Regions from separate parts of the Anas platyrhynchos genome. Here region 1 is linked to region 2. The links are chromatin contacts, called in public Hi-C maps. All regions are on one chromosome and are shown on one strand. The core of a region is the stretch at or near the end of the contact, and the rest is flanking DNA. Distances in the headings are between cores, read along the strand shown. Region 1 overlaps ARHGAP32 (Rho GTPase activating protein 32). Region 2 overlaps LOC106017134 (a long non-coding RNA gene).

What was found. A called contact is a pair of places that touch in the nucleus more often than the background predicts.
Region 1: a Hi-C map of liver shows a contact between it and region 2, with 1.6 times the contacts expected there. The contact joins two enhancer-like sites. A contact is called at or near these places in 2 of 8 Hi-C or Micro-C datasets (liver and skeletal muscle).

Annotation. Positions count from the first base shown.
Region 1 is chr25:3,967,991-3,972,765 of IASCAAS_PekinDuck_T2T, forward strand. All of the region lies in intron 12 of ARHGAP32 (Rho GTPase activating protein 32), which reads right to left. Among named protein-coding and RNA genes, the nearest start is that of KCNJ5, 140 kb to the left of the region's middle. Within about 2 kb of position 3,186, at least 2 of the 8 cell types and tissues checked have an H3K27ac peak or open chromatin away from gene starts, as enhancers often do.
Region 2 is chr25:3,907,373-3,912,598 of IASCAAS_PekinDuck_T2T, forward strand. All of the region lies in intron 2 of LOC106017134 (a long non-coding RNA gene), which reads left to right. Among named protein-coding and RNA genes, the nearest start is that of KCNJ5, 75 kb to the left of the region's middle. Within about 2 kb of position 3,874, at least 3 of the 8 cell types and tissues checked have an H3K27ac peak or open chromatin away from gene starts, as enhancers often do.

The sequences.
Region 1 (4,775 bases), core at 1,936-4,435, 60 kb after region 2:
GCTCATACAGAGGCCTCCCTGGTGCCTTCTCCCAAACTAACACTGAGAAAGCAAAACTAAACACACAGCTCAGTGCTGCTTGACTTGCTGAAGCAAAATGCAACTATTGCAAAATTTGCTCCCTAAAATGGGGTTGAAGAGAGACGCTTCAGTAGCTGGGGCAGCTCATCATCATGCTGCTGCTCTTGGGATGCACCAGCTGGGGAGGGAGGGAAATGGAGCTTGGGGCTGGTGGAGGCTGGGTTAAGCCCACAGGTGCTTTGCTCCTGTAGTTCCTTTGCTAAACACCACATCTAGCAGAATTTGGACACCGAACTGCTACACGTTCCTTGCAGCAGCCTTCTAAAGGGAAAAAACTGTCAGAATGTGCGTGCTACAGAAACAGCCTAAAAGCTGTATCCAGGCCCGAGTGGAAGAGTTTTTCATTCTAGGCCAAGATCAACTTCAGATTACTTACTGACGCTTACTTTTCCAATGAACACAGAATATGTAATTTAGAGTTTCTGTCAGTATCTGTTCCTAGAATACAGGCTCTAGGAAGCTGTTCTCTCTAACTCATACTTTCCGGCAGAATCACAGATTTTATGGTGCGACTTGCATAGGAGGCCAGATGAATCCTGTATATAGCAGCATTTCCACAGATCAGCCCACAGTTCTGATTCCTTTCTATTTCTGCCAAAAAAATGAGAAGGGAAAAAAAAGAGGGGGGGAAGTAGGGGGAGGAGGAGAATCACTTTGAACAAGGGAGGGAGAGCAAAGAGAAAGGGAGACTGCGGAAATGAAAAACTAACAGGAAAACACTGCTGCAGTTCTGATCCGTACTTCAATTCTGCACACGAATTTGAAGAACTAAAAAGACTGACAACTGCAATAGCATGTCTTATAGCTGTGTGCAGTCCTGAGCAGTAATGGCAATAAATCCCCTTCTCCTAAAAACAGGTAATTACTGGCGCAATTCAGAGAAATGAGCACTGAAAGCAAGCAATTCAACATAATAATGGAAGCCCAAGTTTGGCATTCCTGACATATCCAAGATGCAAACTACCAGTAAAATAATACTGCTAAGAAAAATTCTTTGTTTTTAATGCAAGCATCCAACAAACCACTTATTACTGGAGTAAAATGAAGTCTTAAAGCCTAGTTAAAAAATAAATCCTCCTTTGGTGACTTTAGAAGGCAGCCATGGAAGGAGAGACAAGGACTTCAGCACTGGGAGAGCCGAGGGAGCTTTACACATAGGGAACCACAAGAAGATTCGCAATCGTTTGAAATACAATTAGGAAAAATGCCTGGCACTTACCAGGCACTTAAAATCACCATGTTGCAGAAACATTAGCCTCCTTAACAAACGTAAATACAATACCAGCATTGTGGAGAGCTGAACCCAAGAGAGCTCTGACTGGCTGTACTTATTAGTATCATTTCAATATCAAATACCCATTAACCAATTCATTATGCTCAATACACTGGGACCATCTATATCAGATGTACAGTTACCACATGAATTCATTTCAACCTCAAAACAAAGGGATGTAAGAGGACAACATGTTGCCTTAATGCTTTGCAAGAAATATGTCTTATCGCCAGCCTTACTGTAAAGCCCCGATCTAACCTGCTGGAAACAAAAAGTTTGCTACTCAGTCTATCCTAAAATGCCATTTCCATTTTCTTCTGATGCACTTGGGAAATCCAGGAAAACAAAAGTCCAGATACAATTTATTGAAACAACAAAGAAGAAATGTCTGCTATCGAGTACCTCTACAAAATCAGCGATCAAATTGTTTAAATGCATACAATCTACCAGAGAGGCATCTCAATTCCTTAGTTTCACTTGAACACTTCAATTTTACCTAATGTTAGTTCTGAAAATCTGTAGCGACGTTGTCATGACAATGCCAACACAACACAGTTGTTTTCTGCTATCACTGCGCAAGTGGGCAGACATTAGGGTCATTTACGTTGCCATAAAACTACAGCATGTAACCACATTTCTTTTCTCTCTTATTCGAGCAAGTTCTTTCCTCCGGATCATCGTCAAAGAGGGTTTGGCACACTCTTTGGATATAGCATTCTGAGGCCCAAATTTAAAGCCTGGGAAAAAAAGCACACTTTACATTTAAAAAATCACCAGTCAGGAAAAAAAGAAGCTCATTTATGACACAGACTCACAGCCACTGATACTACAGAGCATCCACATGGCAAGACCCAGACCTGTTAAGCAGTACTCTTAAGATTTGGACTCACCAACCTGAACAAAATCACTTGCAGAAAATCTGTTTGTGAGTCACACATTGGCTTTTTCAGCCACCAGATATTAAAATAATCACAAAATCTTAATAATAAACTATTTCAGCTACATCTACCTTCTGTAAGCAAAGCTAGGGTGTTAGCAAATAGTTACTGCTATCACATACAGTGTTAGACTTGGTTAGGACACCGAGAGACTAATTGTACTTAACGGGCTCTACCTGAGCTCAGCTGGGACTGGTTCAGAGCCTCTGTAACACATGCAGAACCTGGCTTTACACTATCCATCTCCAAATCTGCACATAATTAACGTCGCGTGGGAAGGGGGCAGAGGGACAGACAGAAGGCAAGAGAAAGGACAAAGTTAAATTAAAGTATCTCCTGGAACAAACTGCAGGAGACTAACAGTTTGATTTGTAGAGACAGCAGTTAGAGAAACAGTGCTACAGAAACGCAGACTTCAGTGTCGTGCATTCTAAGGTGTTGCTTTTCTGGCATGTTCTAGACCTGAAGTACTCCTAACTAGCAATGGCTCTGTGCAAAAGTGAAGTGATATGCCAAGGATGAACAGCAAAAAAACATGAGGTGAGCTGAAATAAGCTGACCGAGCACCCAAATTCCAAGGAAACTTGAGCTGCTGAGGATGCAGGTGGGCCCTACTGGTACCCGAGCATCTGGCTTAAGGCTGGCTCAGGTCTGAGCACAGCAGATGCAGTCTAATTCTCAATTCCAGTGCTAACGAACACACAGTATGTAAACACATCACTGCAAACACTTTTCACTTTAAAAAAAGTTTTGAAAAATTCTGTAAAATAGATCCCAATCTAGTTTGGCAAATGCTTGTTGAAGAATCACAGATGTTTAAACTTAGCCGCAACTTGCACAATAGTGGGCTTTGCTAGGGCTGGGAGACTGCCGATTTTGAGCTCATTTTCAGAGGCACTCTGTCCCAGTTTCAAAACCATACTTTGCCCCAAGCCTCCCTATTTAGATCTCAGTTTGTTTTATATGGGGAAGCCAAGGGCCAAAAAAGAACCTCAGAGTCTAAAAACTGCTTCCTGAACACAGAAAGTAACTTCCCCCAACACCAGCAGAGCCTGAACAGGACCCAGAAGCTTTCATACTTAAAAAAAATAATACATCAAGTATCTTCCTAAATTGCTAGTAACAGAAGACATGCAACCATGATCTTTGGAACACAGAAACATCGTAAACAAGAGCTGCCAGTGCAGACCACAGAGCAGAACTTATGCACAGGGGGAAGTGGCACACGATCTCTGGTGGCACTTTGTGCAGAGCGATAGTCAAGTCTCTAATCTCTGTTGCAATTCCATGACTCACAAAGGGACACGGCTGTCAAAGGAAATTAATTTCACATGAAAAACAAGCAGAACCACTAACAAGCCCTATAGCTTTGAGTAGAAGTATTACAGCTGTTCTAGTGGTGAACTCCTCCTTCTCACAAACAGCTTAAAAAAGGGTGGCTGAATGCTAACCTTTCAGGTTCAGTAAGCTGAAATGCGGCTGTTCTTTGTTTTCAAGATAAAAAGGGGGAAAAAAAAGCCACCAAAAACAACAACAACAAAAAACACCCTACTTTTATTATCTGAAGTTAACTATTACTGAACCCTAGTGGGAATGGCATCTCTGAAGGACCCATACGTTCAAGGAGCTGCACCAGTCCCTAATGCGTGTTTGAAGGGAACTCCTCAGTCCTTACCAGTGCCCACTATTCTAACCTCCCAAACTTTTTGGCAGGCTATACACCACTGGATATAGTCAATCCAAGCAATTTTGCCCTCAATCTTAAAAACACTATCCCAGATTAAATACCCCCAGCTCTTGTTGGTTGGCATAGTTGCAGTGGAAGAAGCCACACACAGGCTCCGTGACCCCGTCTGAAACACAAACCCTGCTCTCCCTCTCCTCTTTGAAGTCTCCTCCTTTCTGTTTGGAGAGCATCTGATGATCTGTGCTCATGCTCTGCAAGGTGCTCGGGACGTGAAGTCTGCACCCCAGAAACACGGTGCTTGCTGTCAAAGCACACTCCTCTCTGGAGGAGCCAGTTTCCATGGCACTGGGCTATCACAGCTCCTCCTCGGGGCCAAAAGGCTGCAGGTGTGCACGGGCGTGGGGCAAGTATGTGTACATCTATACACGTACACACATATTCCATATTTATATAAAAATATATACACAATATTTGCATAGCCAATATTAAGACTGATATATGAAATCCAAACAACATCCCTTTGGGAGCTGATATGTGTAAATGAGACCTTTATCATAAAACATATTAAGTCTACGGAAACAGCTTTCAAATTTACTGGCAATAGGCTATTGTTATGAGGTTTAGCTTAGCACTAGCTGGACCTAAATACAAGACCACAGCAGCATGAAGCACGACGCTCTGCCTAAGCAAGCCACCTCCACCTGACTCCCAGTTTTACTTGGGCCATGCTGAAATACCACATATAAACGGCATTTTGTCATCTTTTAGGAAGAAAAAAAAAAAAAAAGAATTTCTG
Region 2 (5,226 bases), core at 2,624-5,123:
TCCCCTCCTTTCAGGGCTAGGTGAAGGCAGAAAGGCATGCAGAGGTTGAAATGGATTCAGAGGAAAAAAACCAAAGGTGCAAACCAAAGAAAAAGTCCTTTATGTGAGGTGACTTGGTAAGATCCCAATCAGGAAAGAAAATAAGGGAGGCCTGAAGAAAACACAAGGATCTTAATGAAATAAATGAAATGAAACCCGTGAAAAGAGAGCATGTGTTAGAAGGGAGAGGGGCAAGGCAGATGTCTTTGCATCCTCGGGAGCAAGCCCGGGACTGTGGATGCATTTCTGCTGGCTGCCTGCCTGTCTGTCTGAGAACCTGGCCCTGTCTGGCGCCTTTTTTTTTTTTTTTTTTTTTTTTTTCCAAATCTTCTTGTGTTTGAATTTACAACTCAAAATGCAGCAGAGAGAGGTTCTCCTGGAATATTGCTGCTGATGAGATTGTCTGCCCACAAGGGTGAGTGCTGAGTCGGAGGAGGGAGAGACTTGATTTTTACTTGCATGCCTTTTGTGAACGTGTTGTATTGCCCTGGTTATTGCTCTTAGTTCCTCTGAATTTCTGTGTGCTGGCTGGCTTTTTAGATATGTTTGACACTTGTGGGTCAGGAAGAGTTTCTCCCTAGATAGATCCTGAGTTCAGTGCCCAGTGGGGCACTCCCAATTCATTGGGATTTTCTGCGTAATCAGGGAATGGAGGGGACATGGCTGCAGTGTGGTGCTGAGGTGCAGAGTGTAAATAGAAGCCATGAAACCCATCGCAGCCATCTCCTTGGTTCGATGACACAGCTCACCCATACTTCCTACCTGGGAACGTGCCAGGTGACTTGTTCTCTTCGAGGCTTCTCAGGTCCCTGGTCTTCAAATGTTCACACAGGTTGAATAATGCATAAAGTTCCAGCACTTGCTAGAGTCAAATATTCTTCTCCAGCCCCTTAGATCTTTAAAAAATGAATACCTTTTTGCTTGAAAACCTTTCTCTTGCCCTCTGTGCAACCTGTTTCCCTTTCTAAACTGTCACACTTTCTGCAAACCTTGCGTCTTTCTAAACACACAATTGCCACTAGGGTTAACAGCCCTTTTGTACAAGAATCTCGTTCTTTCCTGTTGCCTTTGATAGTTAGGGTGACCTTTTTGATTGAAGGGTGACTTTTCTTTGTTCAGAAAGGCAGCAGCCTCAGTGATTACATTCTATCAAGCTGTAACGGGATGCTGTGCATCTGGGGAGATTCACCTTTCTCTTCCCTTTGCCCCCCATTAATCAGACTGGATTTTTTTTTTTCTCTGTAGTGCTGGGGAGGCAGTGGGTGGTGTAACAGGGAAGATATTGGGTCACTATGAGCAGAGCAATCACATACACAGGGCTGAGACCACTCAGGAACCTCTCCCCTCCTTCCCAAGTGCAGGCGGCCTCACCCTGCTCTGCGGCCTGCAGAAGGGAACTGGGGTGCTGGGCCGTGTGTGTGTCTGAGACAAGCACTGAGGGGTTATGTGGTAAAGCAGGAGCTGCTGGCATGATTCTGCTGCTCGATGGGCATCTCCTGGCACAGACTGGGGAGAAATCTGGTCCCTTTGTAGCAAAACAACCTCCCCAGACCGGGAGTCACAGTCACTGTATTGCTGGCAGAGGCCTTGAGCCAGCAGGGAGGGAAATCCACAGCGAGATGTAAGGACAGGACGGATCAGGCACCAGCTCTGCCACGAGGCTGGAGGAGGCCTGTGCTGGCAGAGAGGGGTTTCCAGCCAGGTGATAAGGCAGATACTGTAAGTGAAGCCAAATCTTGGCTGCCAGTTAGGATCAAGAAGTGCAGACGGGATGTCTGAAGTGAAGGGTGTCGGCCTGGGGGCCGAGGGCTGGCTTCCATCCCCTGGGACAAGGAGGGATCAGTGGCTCTGGTCTTTGAGGGTCAAGATGCTTGTGACAGAGTTAAGTAAATTTTAATTGAACTATTCATTGCAGCAAGTCTCCCCCTACTTGCCACGGGATGGCTTGCTCCCTACTTGATGCTGTTTGCAGGTCACACAGCAAACAACCCTTTCGTGCTCTGGAGCTTGGTGGTTTGAGGGTGGGGTGGGAAGGACGAGAGGCCAAAGCTGCCTCCCTGCAGTGCTGCTGTGTGCTGGAGCCTGCAGTGCCCCAGGTTTGTGTGGGGACTCTGTGACGAGGCTCCCTCAGGACACCCCAGCCCTGCAGCATTAAGCCAGGACAGGTTTCATTTCTGGTTCCTGTTCCTCCCCGGCTGTTGGGATCTGGGGGCTGCCCCCACAGCAGGTATCTATCGGCAGGGTGCATCGCTGTGTTGTGTCTGTGCCAGAGATCTGCAGCGCAAAAAGCCTGAGGGGTCGCCTGCTGCAGCTGGGCTGGGAGGTACATGTATAACCTGTGTCTGGGTGGGCAGACAGGGCTGGTGGGTAGCAGGGGAAGCTGAAATATTTGGGGTGGTTGCGAGGCTTCAAAAGCCAAAGTCACAGCTTGGATCGAGAGCCCTGCTGCAGGCTGAAGAACTTTGTTTTAAGAGGTAGCCGTGGTGCCAGCTGTGTCCCTGCACTGACCTGAGGGCTTTGTTCCACTGTGTGTGTGCACCCAACTGTACACGTGTGTGTATGTATTTATATAGATATATTTAAAATGTATTTTTTGGGGGGAAAGGAGAGTGATTGTGGAGAGGTAGGCTGGAGATCTCTGGGGCAGGGAGCATGCTCCTGCTGTCCCTAGGCAGATGGGAGCAGCATAGGACAGCTTTTCCCCATCCCTTTTGGTTGGTGCCGTTTTCCCCATCCCTTTTGTTGTTGCTGTTGGCCCCCACAGCCGGGTGCTCCCTCAGATCTGGCCTCTCTGGGCTGAGACCCAGGCACTGCACAGGGTGCGTTGCCATCCCTGAGGCAGTGGTAGGCTGTTCTCACACCAACCCTGCCTTTTGCAGCAGGAATGTTATTCCCGAGGGACTTATGTGTCCCTCCCTCATCAAGCCCTGCTGGCGAGGGGCAGGAGCAGCCTCCCTGTTTGGAGGCTTCCCGCCTCCTGAGCTCATGTTTTGGGGTTTTCCTGCCGTTCTGTGTGGACCCAGTGGATGGATGTTGCCTGCAGCGGGTGCTCAGCCCTCAAAAATGTGGAATGAGAGGCCGAGGCCTGGCTTGTGCCCAGTCTGGTGCTGGGAAGTGAAGCTCAACAAGTGGCATCCTGCGTGCTGCCATCTGCACATGTGGCTGCAGAGCCTCTTGCAGCCGCATGAGCGCTGCTCTGGCAGCTGCTGGACTTGGTGCTTGTGGCTGGGGGTCTTCTGGGTGCATAATCTGGTAATTGTAACAGGGCATCCTTGCCAGATGGAGGATGATGAGGGAGGAACTAAGCAGCACTGCATCTTCCCTGCCTCTCCAGCCTCAGCTGCTGCTTCTGGATGTCTCTTCGAGCATTGAATTCCTCTTTTAACCAGCACATCTGATGATAAGCAAATGCACTGCAGTGTTCCTCTGGGGACAGAGTCCTTGAACAGCTGATGGCTTCTCTGAAAAGCAGCAGTGAACTGCCTAGGTCTGCAGTTTGCCTTTCAGCTTGGCAAGCGGGCTCTGAGCACAGCTCCTGAGCAGCGACAGCTCAGCCCTCCCGGCCGGGCGCTGGGGCTGCAGCGAGCATGGTGCTGGGGAGCTGGGCGCTCAGGGCAGCTTTGGTGGGGAAACAAAAAAAAAAAAATCCAGCCCTAAGGTACCCGGAGTTGGGGACCCGGACAGAAACTACTAGAACGGAACTCGATCCTTTCCAACGGTCTAAAAAGTTGGCTTTTAGCGGTAAATGTGGTTTCACAGTGCCGCCTGGTGGAAGCACCTGGGGAAAATCAGCCCGGTGCCCTCTTCCCCCCCACCTGCGTGTGGATCTCAGCCACGGGGCTGCTGCTCGAGAGCGGCTCTGAAGAGCCGAGAGCCTCCAGCTTTTGTTTTGTTCTTCTTGTGGTGGTGCCAGGAGGGAGGCGGGTGTGCAGCTGGGAAATGCTCCTGGCAGTGCTTGTACACACCGAGTCCTCCCTGGACGTGAGCTGAAACACCCAGCTCATGACTTCTTTGCTCGCTGTGCTGCTGGGAGGATTGCTCCAGGCGATGTCCTTGTTGGCTGGGCAAGCACAGCCTCGGTTTTCATGCGCTTCAGGCCAAAACAAGGAGGGAGGCCGTGCTCCTGGGGCATTGGGGTCAGACCTGCTGTGCCCTTACTCACCAAACGGAGATCTTCTGGCATGGATGTGATGCTCGACCTGAACTTTTTTTTTGTGGCAACTTTTTTTTATGGCTCGCACTGAAGCACAGCATGGTACTGCTTTGGGTGGCCACCTTTCCAAGACTCCCTAGGCCAGATGTTAAAAACCAGAGGTGGTGGCTTGCCCGTGGGACCTTTCCTGCAAGGACACGGGTGGTCAGCTGAAGGATGGGGCTGAGTGCGCTACGTGTAAACCTGGGCTGTGAAGCGAGGCTTCAGGCGTGGATGAGGCTAAGAGAAGGGGCTCAGCAGCCAGCTCACAGGAGCTGTAATAGCCCTCTGTGCTCCTACAGAACAATTCTGGGCCTGCTGCTCCCAAATTACTGCCTGTGCAGCAGGCCAGGCACACACAGCAGCTCCCGGTGATGGTGTCCCACCGGCTCCAGCCTGCGGCAGGGGGGTTTGGCCTGCTGCCCCCAGAGGGGATGGTTAGGTTGGGTTTTATTGCCTGCAGCACTTCTAAATTACATAGCATGTACTGGCTGAAAATACTCCAAAAAGTCCTTCCCTCAATGTTAAAAGCATAGCTCCCTTTAATCATCTTTTGCTGCTAATTAACTGCGCACAAAATTAGTGTGGTACCTCGCATCCCCCAGCGGGCTCTGAAGGCCACCATGGCCAGTGCCATCTGTCAGTGCCAGCTCCACCAGCCCTGCTGGGCAAGGGCCGAGCTATTTCTGCCTGCCCTGGCAGGCAGGGTGAGAAGAAAGGGAGACAAAAAAAGCCCAGGCTGGTTTATTTTTTTTAGGAGCAGTCATGGCCACAGGTGGAGCGGGGCAGATAAGCAGTGGCAGGGACCTACAGTGAGCAATTTCTGGGATAGACTTTGCAAATGAATACAAATCACCTTGTCCTTTGTCTTCAGAGATCCTTGCCCTGTCCCTCCAAAGCATGGCTCTTCAATTTTTTTCATGCTTTTCCATTATTATTAATTAACAATATAGTATAAAAATAATAATGAGGCAGAGGCACAAATACACAAACAC